Regions from separate parts of the Mus musculus genome. Here region 2 is linked to region 1. Evidence: chromatin contacts called from public HiChIP or PLAC-seq data. All regions are on one chromosome and are shown on one strand. Each heading gives the region's core, a stretch centred on a gene start, on an enhancer-like site or on the middle of the called end of the contact. The rest is flanking DNA. Distances are from core to core; before and after follow the strand shown. Region 1 holds the start of Lama5 (laminin, alpha 5). Region 2 overlaps Taf4 (TATA-box binding protein associated factor 4).

Region 1 (3,580 bases), core at 590-3,089:
CTGGGATCCCAGGCAGTCCCTCTGGGTCAGGACAGATCCCTACAGGGCCCCCTCCTGAGACTCAGCTCCCTGAAGCCATATACTGAGCAACGCTGGCCAAGAGACACCTCACTTCTGTTTTTTTTGTTTGTTTGTTTTTTGTTTTTTCGAGACAGAGTTTCTCTGTGTAGCCCTGGCTGTCCTGGAACTCACTCTGTAGACCAGGCTGGCCTCGAACCCAGAAATCCACCTGCCTCTGCCACCGGTCCCCTCCTGCCTAGGTGCTGGGATTAAAGGCCTGCGCCACCACCGTTTGATGGCACCTCACTTCTGAACGCTCGCCTCAGACGGATCCTGCTCTGACTTGTAAAGCTTCAAAAACAAGTGTTTATACCTTCCCAGGCCTCAGTTTCCCTGTCTCTGATGGCCCACACCTGCTCTTACTCTGAGACTGCAAGGGAACCAGAGCGCAGGGAGCCCGGCCCTTCTCAACTCCCCCTCCCCACTTGGAGGCCCGAGAACAGGCGGGGTGGGCAGGCAAGGAGGGTGGTGGCCAGGTAAACCAGAAAACAGAACTGAATTCCTTCACCGCTCCCCTTTCTCCACCCCGACGAATCCGTTTTTTCAGCTATTCTTTCCCTCGCCAGCCTCCTTCCAGGAACGTGGAAGCAGGTCCCTAGAGAAGGTAGCTAAAGTTACCAGGCCCTAATGGCTCCCAACTCCTTAGGTCCCTAACGTGAGGCAGGAGTCCTGCGGGGGGGGGGGGGGGGACAACGTGGCCCACCTGCAGGCTCAGCCTGAAAGGCAGGGCTCAGGAGAGTCCTTAGGTACAGAATCCACATCTCCCGGGAGACTAAAGCCCCAGAGCCTACCACCTGCTGGGCAGGGGGCTCCTCCACGATGGCCCACAGGTGTTAGCGCTCTCCACCTCCTTCTGAAGTTCCCAGATCCCAAGCAAAGAAGCTTCTTCAACTTTTGGCTGAGACAGTGAGACCCAACACCAGGAGAAACCGGCGATGGTGCGGCTTCCGCGCTCATTCCGTCCCTATCCGGGAGGCCAACAGGTTCCTGCCTGTCCCGGGGTAACAAGGAGCTCCCGCCCCCTCCTCACAGTCAGCGGGCACCCTGGCCAAGTTCCGCCCACGCAGGGATCCCGGACTTACGGCTGCCGAGGACTGATCACCGGTCCCCTCCTGCCTAGGTCACCCCCCCACCCCCACCCCCGAGCTTCACCAGCCCCAGGGGCCCTTGGTCCGCGAGTCGGACACTTCATTGGCTCTTCCAGAGGCACGTGCCGTGTCTGCACGAGTTTCGGTAGCCGCATCAGGGTCCCCCTTAGTCCATCAAAACATGGGGCCAGGGAGTCTTGGTGGGAGAGTCAGTCCGTACTTACTCTCCCCAGCACTGGGAGCCCCTACGAGATGTCTGGGTTCCGGCGCTAGAGGTGGACCACCACAGGATGGTGTAACCAGCTCCTCCGTGCCGCGCTCACCTGGATTGTCTGATTGGGATCTCCGCCAGCCACCGGACCCCCAACCAGCTTGCAGTAGAGGTCCTCGGTGGGGCGTGAGACACTGCGCGTCGGGGCCTCCTCGCCGCAGGTCGCGGACGCGGTGATGCGAGCGCCCTCCGCCAGGTTGAAGTAGGGCGGGTGCAGGCTGAAGCCATCGCCCCCGGGAGTGCGCGCCTCGCCTACCAGCGCCAGTCCAGCCAGCAGCAGTAGCAGCGGCCGTGGCGCGGGGCTCCGGGGGCCAAGAGCGCCCGGTGCGCTCCCCGCGCAGAGCTGCCCTCCGCGCTTCGCCATTTTCCTGCTGGGGGCTGCGGCTCTAGGGACAGCGCGCACCGCAGGAGCCCGGCAAGTCTAGTTTGGGGCGGCCGGTCCCGCTGGCCCCGCCTGTCCGAGGACGTCAGGCCCCGCCCAGGCCCGCCTGGCGCCCGAGCCTTATGCCCTGGAGAGGGGGTTGGGGGAGGGCATAAGAGAGGGGGCGGCCTGGGGACCTTAACCCTTCCGACCCCGGCCAGACCAGCGTCCTGGAAGGGGCACCTGCTGGCCGCCCGCCAGGCCGCGGGAACTTGGCGCTACTGAGCCTTTCCTCTCTCCCAGGTGGTGGCTTCGATCCCCACTGAGACCCCTTGCTTTTTCCGTGGATGTTCAGGACCCCAGCATGCCGGGCCTGCCTCTACCCGCCCAGCGGCTCCTGTTTTTGTTTCCCTAACTTCAAACAGGTCTCAGCCACCTGGCGCCTCCCCGTTGCCCTAGCCTGTTACTCTCTTCCTTCCCTGTTGGTATTTGAATAAACTGTGTGTAGCTGTGGATGGGGACCCAGAGGAGATGTGATCTGCAAATGGTGGGGGGGGGGGGGGTGGAGAAGACCAGACAGGAGGAGACCCCCTACTTCCTCCATTGTTAGGTCGGATTTAGCCCTGTCTACCCCTTTGGGTTTTAAACTCCTCTGCAATAGGGGATCAATACAAGAGCAAAGAAATGACAGGCGCCCACCCATGGAGCATATCCAAGGATGCTCATTGGCCTATAGGTGCCACTCCATAGGCTCCTTGGGAAGCTAAGACTTTGCTTAGACATCTTTCTTTCTTTCTTTCTTTCTTTCTTTCTTTCTTTCTGTTTTTTTGTTTGTTTGTTTGTTTTTTGTTTTTGTTTTTTCGAGACAGGGTTTCTCTGTACTGTATAGCCCTGGCTGTCCTGGAACTCACTTTGTAGACCAGGCTGGCCTCGAACTCAGAAATCCACCTGCCTCTGCCTCCCAAGTGCTGGGATTAAAGGCGCTGGCCACCGCCGCCCGGCTTAGACATCTTTTAAGCAAGCCGTGCCTCTAGCTCCTGTGTTTCTGGGGTACAGTGGGCTCCAGTTGATCTGCCTGGCTGAGTTGCAAACATTGAACGTCCTAGAGGCTTAGCTAAGATGCTTGTGTACCTCATGTCTGCTTCAGCCACAGCCACTGGATTCCCTTCCCTTGGATTCTAGGACCAAACAGGAAAGCCCCCAGGGGTGTAGAGGTCGAACTCAGCAGCAGGGCTAGCAGCTCCCCTTATCTCCTAGCCAGGCCACCATCTCACGTTTTTGGGTAGGACTCCCATTCTTGCTGGTCCTTCTGGATAATCCCAAGGGTCCCAGTGAGTTCCTGAAACACTGCCATCATGTCCTGGCCCAGTTCTGACCCGTAATTGTCTGGAAAATTTGCACCATCCTCCTGCCCTCCTGACTAACCCCCCAGCCTCCTACAAATCTTAAACCCCAAGGGGCTGGGAGGACCCCAGTCTCCGTTGAAAATGCGAGGTCAAGACAAGCTGCCCTCCCTGGATGCTTCCACTTTCCCTCCCCGGAATTCCTCTATAACCTCACTATTAGTTTTCCACCTGGGGGAGGGCAAGGCAGCCGCTTCCCTTTGCTTCGAAGGCTTGGTGTGGGGGAGGGGCTGGCTCCAGAGAGGGCGGGAGACAGGGAGGAATCTGGAATTCAGTAGAGTAGGCTCAGACGCTGATTTAAGACCCCGTGTGAGGCACAGCTGGGGCAGTAGCAGGTTCCCAGATGGCTGGCCCCACCCTACTACTGCCTAGAAGTCCCCCATGCCCGCCAGGAAGC
Region 2 (3,776 bases), core at 725-3,224, 300 kb before region 1:
GATGTTGGGTCTCAAAGGAGTTGGGAGATGGGCAGGAGGGTGGATTTTATCAAAACATGCTATATATATGTGTGATGATTTAAAAAGATAAAGAAAAATACATGCTTACACCTGAGGGAAAAAAAAAGTCTTAGGAAAACTATAGTGCAAATCCAAGATAGTGCCACTGATTATGTCAGAACCCATCCCCGTGCTCTATATGAATCCCTTCCTCACCTGCACAGACTAAAGAAGCATTCTCATGTGTCTTTACAACACATACGTGATATGTGTGTGTGTGTGTGTTAAATATATATACATGTGTATTTTATATGTATGTATGTGTGCCATATGTATGTATCAAGTGTACACATGTGTGTTATGTTGTATATGCCCTGTATATGTGTGCCATATATATGTATATGTGTGTGTTATATGTATATATGTATGCATTATATATTGTGTGTCATATATATATTTTATATATATGTATATATATATATATCATATATGTGTATGTGCCATATACACACACATTGTATGTATGTATTGTGACATATATACATGTGTGTTGTATGTATGTCATGTGTGCATGTGTGCCATATATGTGTCATATATATGTATGTATTATATGTATATATGTATGCTTGGCATATATATGTGCCATATATACACATGTGTGTTATATGTATATGTCTCATACATACATGTGCCAAATATGTGTATATGTGTCATATATATATACATACACGTGTTGTATGTATGTATATTTGCCGTGTGCGTGTGTGTGTGTGTGTGTGTGTGTGTGTGTGTGTGTGCATGCATGCTCGTGCCCGCCTCTCCCCTTGTGGCTTTCTAACTGAAATCTCAAAGGATACAATAACTTACAACAAGGTTTAAAGATAAAAGTTTAAACTGTATGTAGCTAACACTTAAATCCTAAGTTTGTTTTTTTAAGGTTTAGTTGCATTCCTCATGCATGTTCTGGCCTATATTTCTCTAAACTCTTTTGGGGGATGGGGGGAGGGGGACAGACAAGGTTTCTCTGTGTAGCCTTGGCTGTCCTGGAACTCACTCTGAAGACCAGGCTGCCCTTGAGTGCTGGGATTAAAGGTGTGCACCACCACTCCCAGCTCCCTCCAACTGTTAAAGTACAAGAATGACTCCTGAGAGGGACTAAGAGTAAGCAAATATATGCTATATATTTAAAGTTTCACCTAGGAGACTGAAGCAGGAGAATTTCTGGAGCCCATGAGTTTAGGGCAAGGGTAACACAGTGAGGCTGCCTTGGGGGGGGGGGGGGTTATCATCTAAAGGCCTTACTTATGTCTGGTGGAAAGAGCTAATACAGAATTACACATCAGCAGAAACTCTATCATGACCAGGCCTTGAAATGGGAAGAGCCTCAGAGGCGGTGTCACACCATAGGCAGCATGATTGGGCCTTGGAGAGAGAGAACACCTTCCCTTCAAACCCCACGAACAAAGCAGCTTCCTGTTTTTTTATAGGCTTTTAGAGGGTGGGAACAACATTCATACCACACGATCTATACTAACTCTAGGAAAAACAGGGCAACAGGGAGAGAAGGAGGGAAGCCAGAGGAAAGGGGAGAGGGAGAGAGGAGGGCTGAGATCATGCAGACCACTGCACAAGGTGTGAGAGGGTCTGAGCCGCAGGGGCCTGGCTGCCTGCCTGCCCACCCAGGGAGGGAGACAGGCAGCTAGAAGGTCTAGCTAGAAGTATCTAATAGATACTAACCATGTAATGTATACAATTCAGGGAATTTAAAAATCACGTTGACAAGGGTAATGGCTTGCACAAACCTCATAAATGAAGTCACTGAGCAATGTGCGTAAATTAATTTTATCACAACGATTAAATGAAATCAAGTAGCAGTCCCACAACTGGCCATTTCCGGGACAAGCCAGTCCTGGGTGGCAGCAGCCGGGGCCTCACCTGGCTGCAGCTGGTTCAGTTGGATCTGCTGTGGTGTGGTGAGCATGATCCGGTTGTGAGGCTGCCGCAATGCGACCATGGGTGTCTGCGTCAAGGTCACCTGCGGGGGCCGGATCAAGGCTCCAGGCTTCGGGGGCTGCTGGATCACCTGGGGCACAGCCAGCATAGTGCATGAGCACACACATCCTAGGGGCCACCGCACTGACCCATGAAGCCAGCTATTTGCTTCATTGGCGCTACCCCAACCTTGCCCTGCCAGAAGCTCCAGGAAGTCCAGATGTACACCTCATTCCACATCTAAAAAAGCCTGGCCCAACAAGTCTCCAACAAGCCTCTGCACACAGCTTCAAAAGATTTAGACAAAGACAGAATGGTGCCACACCAGGCCACAATACAGCAGAGCAAGTACACGGAGCACATGAAACTCAGGACCCCACACATAGCCTAGAGGGCAGCAGCAAAACAAAGTTTACCGAGCTCAGGCCCCACAAGGAACATGGATTTCCCAGCCTGTCAGCAGACTGACACTGTTACCTGATGGACATACGTCAAATGACTTATTTCTATTCTAAATTCTGTTTAAGGTCAGATTATTTTTCTACTGGAGTGAAGATGGCTCTCCAAGTCCTACCCTGAACTTGGTTCTCTGTCCAAACACAGCCTGTCCACCTCAGAACCATGCATAGCCCAAGGGTGGTTGGTCCACACTGCAGGGCCTGCTCAGCTCTGCTGTCCTGCGTACAGCCTTGGCCCACAGGAAGCTCCCTGATGGCCCGACCATAAATCTCTGAGCTAAGAGCTTCCCTGGAAGAATTCTAGTTTATATAAAGGAGCCTTTTTGTGTGGCTGGTGGTGTACACAGTATCACAGTGTCTGCAGGGTTCTGAAACCCTTCTAGGATTTGAACTCCAACTCTGCTTTAAAAAAAAATGGTGGCTGTGTTTTCATTGAGCAACACATGTAACAGGACACTTGTAAAGGGCTGAGGTTGAGGCCTGCACCAGAACTGTTTTTGCAACAGAACACGGTGCTCACACCAGACAAGATGGGCAAGCCCACAGCAACTCAGGCCAGGGCTTTACACTGAGAAGCCATTAAATGGAGATACAGAAAAGTGGCTCACTTCCATGGGTTCTGAGATCCCCTGGCCTCAGGCCCAAGTTTGCATGAAGTTGACCTATCTGCCTCAGCTGTACACAAAGGTATAAGCAGAGACTGGGGTATAAGAGGGGGGTCAAGACAGCACACAGCAGTGACCAGGTGGCTGAACACACCATGTTCCCATATGTGAAAAGAAAAGTCACTGTTCTAGTATAACATGTGACACCGATTAAACAGCCTGACGGAGTAACTGATGGAAGAGGGTTATTTGGCTTACAATTCCTGGTCACAGTTTATCCCTGCAGGGAAGTCACAGAGGCAACAACTGAGACTAGTCACAGCACATCTACAGTCAAGAGAAACAAATGTAGCCATGTTGCCTGTCTGTGCCCTTCTGTGCAGTTAGCTTTCTGTGCCACCAACAATCAGGGTTAAGTCTTCCTACATCAGTCAAAAATCCAAGACATTCCCCACAGGCACACCTACATGCCATTCTGATCTAGATAATTTCTCATTAAGAACGCTCTTCCCAGATGATTCTACGTTATTCCAAATTGACAGTTAAAACCAACCCAATGGAAATGGCTCTGCACGCAATCTAGCACTCAAGGCTACAACTGACAGAACCAGGACTGGAGGTGAGACCCTCACAGAGAGGGCATGCTCTTCCACAGAACTGCCTTCTGGGTAAATCAGGGTGCTGACTGCTCAGGTCCCTCCTGAAACCATGTGAAAGCAAA

Evidence for each region. HiChIP or PLAC-seq counts read pairs in DNA pulled down with a chosen protein or histone mark.
Region 2: an H3K27ac HiChIP or PLAC-seq map of embryonic stem cells shows a contact between it and region 1, with 5 read pairs. The contact joins the enhancer-like site here to the promoter of Lama5 in region 1. A contact is called at or near these places in 6 of 39 promoter capture datasets (the C10 cell line, the HPC-7 cell line, HPC-7-derived erythroid cells and 2 more), 1 of 484 Hi-C or Micro-C datasets (embryonic fibroblasts), 3 of 115 datasets of contacts at active chromatin or transcription factors (embryonic stem cells and microglia) and 1 of 9 other capture datasets (adipose tissue).

Annotation. Positions count from the first base shown.
Region 1 is chr2:180,224,020-180,227,599 of GRCm38.p6, forward strand. It overlaps Lama5 (laminin, alpha 5), which reads right to left and starts at 1,840. Exons shown (of 79, transcript NM_001081171.2): 1 at 1,472-1,840. The coding sequence starts at 1,783. Gm52542 (a long non-coding RNA gene) reads left to right here and starts at 600. Exons shown (of 2, transcript XR_003953984.1): 1 at 600-664; 2 at 920-2,295.
Region 2 is chr2:179,927,342-179,931,117 of GRCm38.p6, forward strand. Taf4 (TATA-box binding protein associated factor 4) reads right to left here. Exons shown (of 15, transcript NM_001081092.1): 8 at 1,936-2,083. Among named protein-coding and RNA genes, the nearest start is that of Taf4, 47 kb to the right of the region's middle. Within about 2 kb of position 1,975, at least 13 of the 459 cell types and tissues checked have an H3K27ac peak or open chromatin away from gene starts, as enhancers often do. A contact at or near this core is called in the HPC-7 cell line and embryonic stem cells, where this site is marked.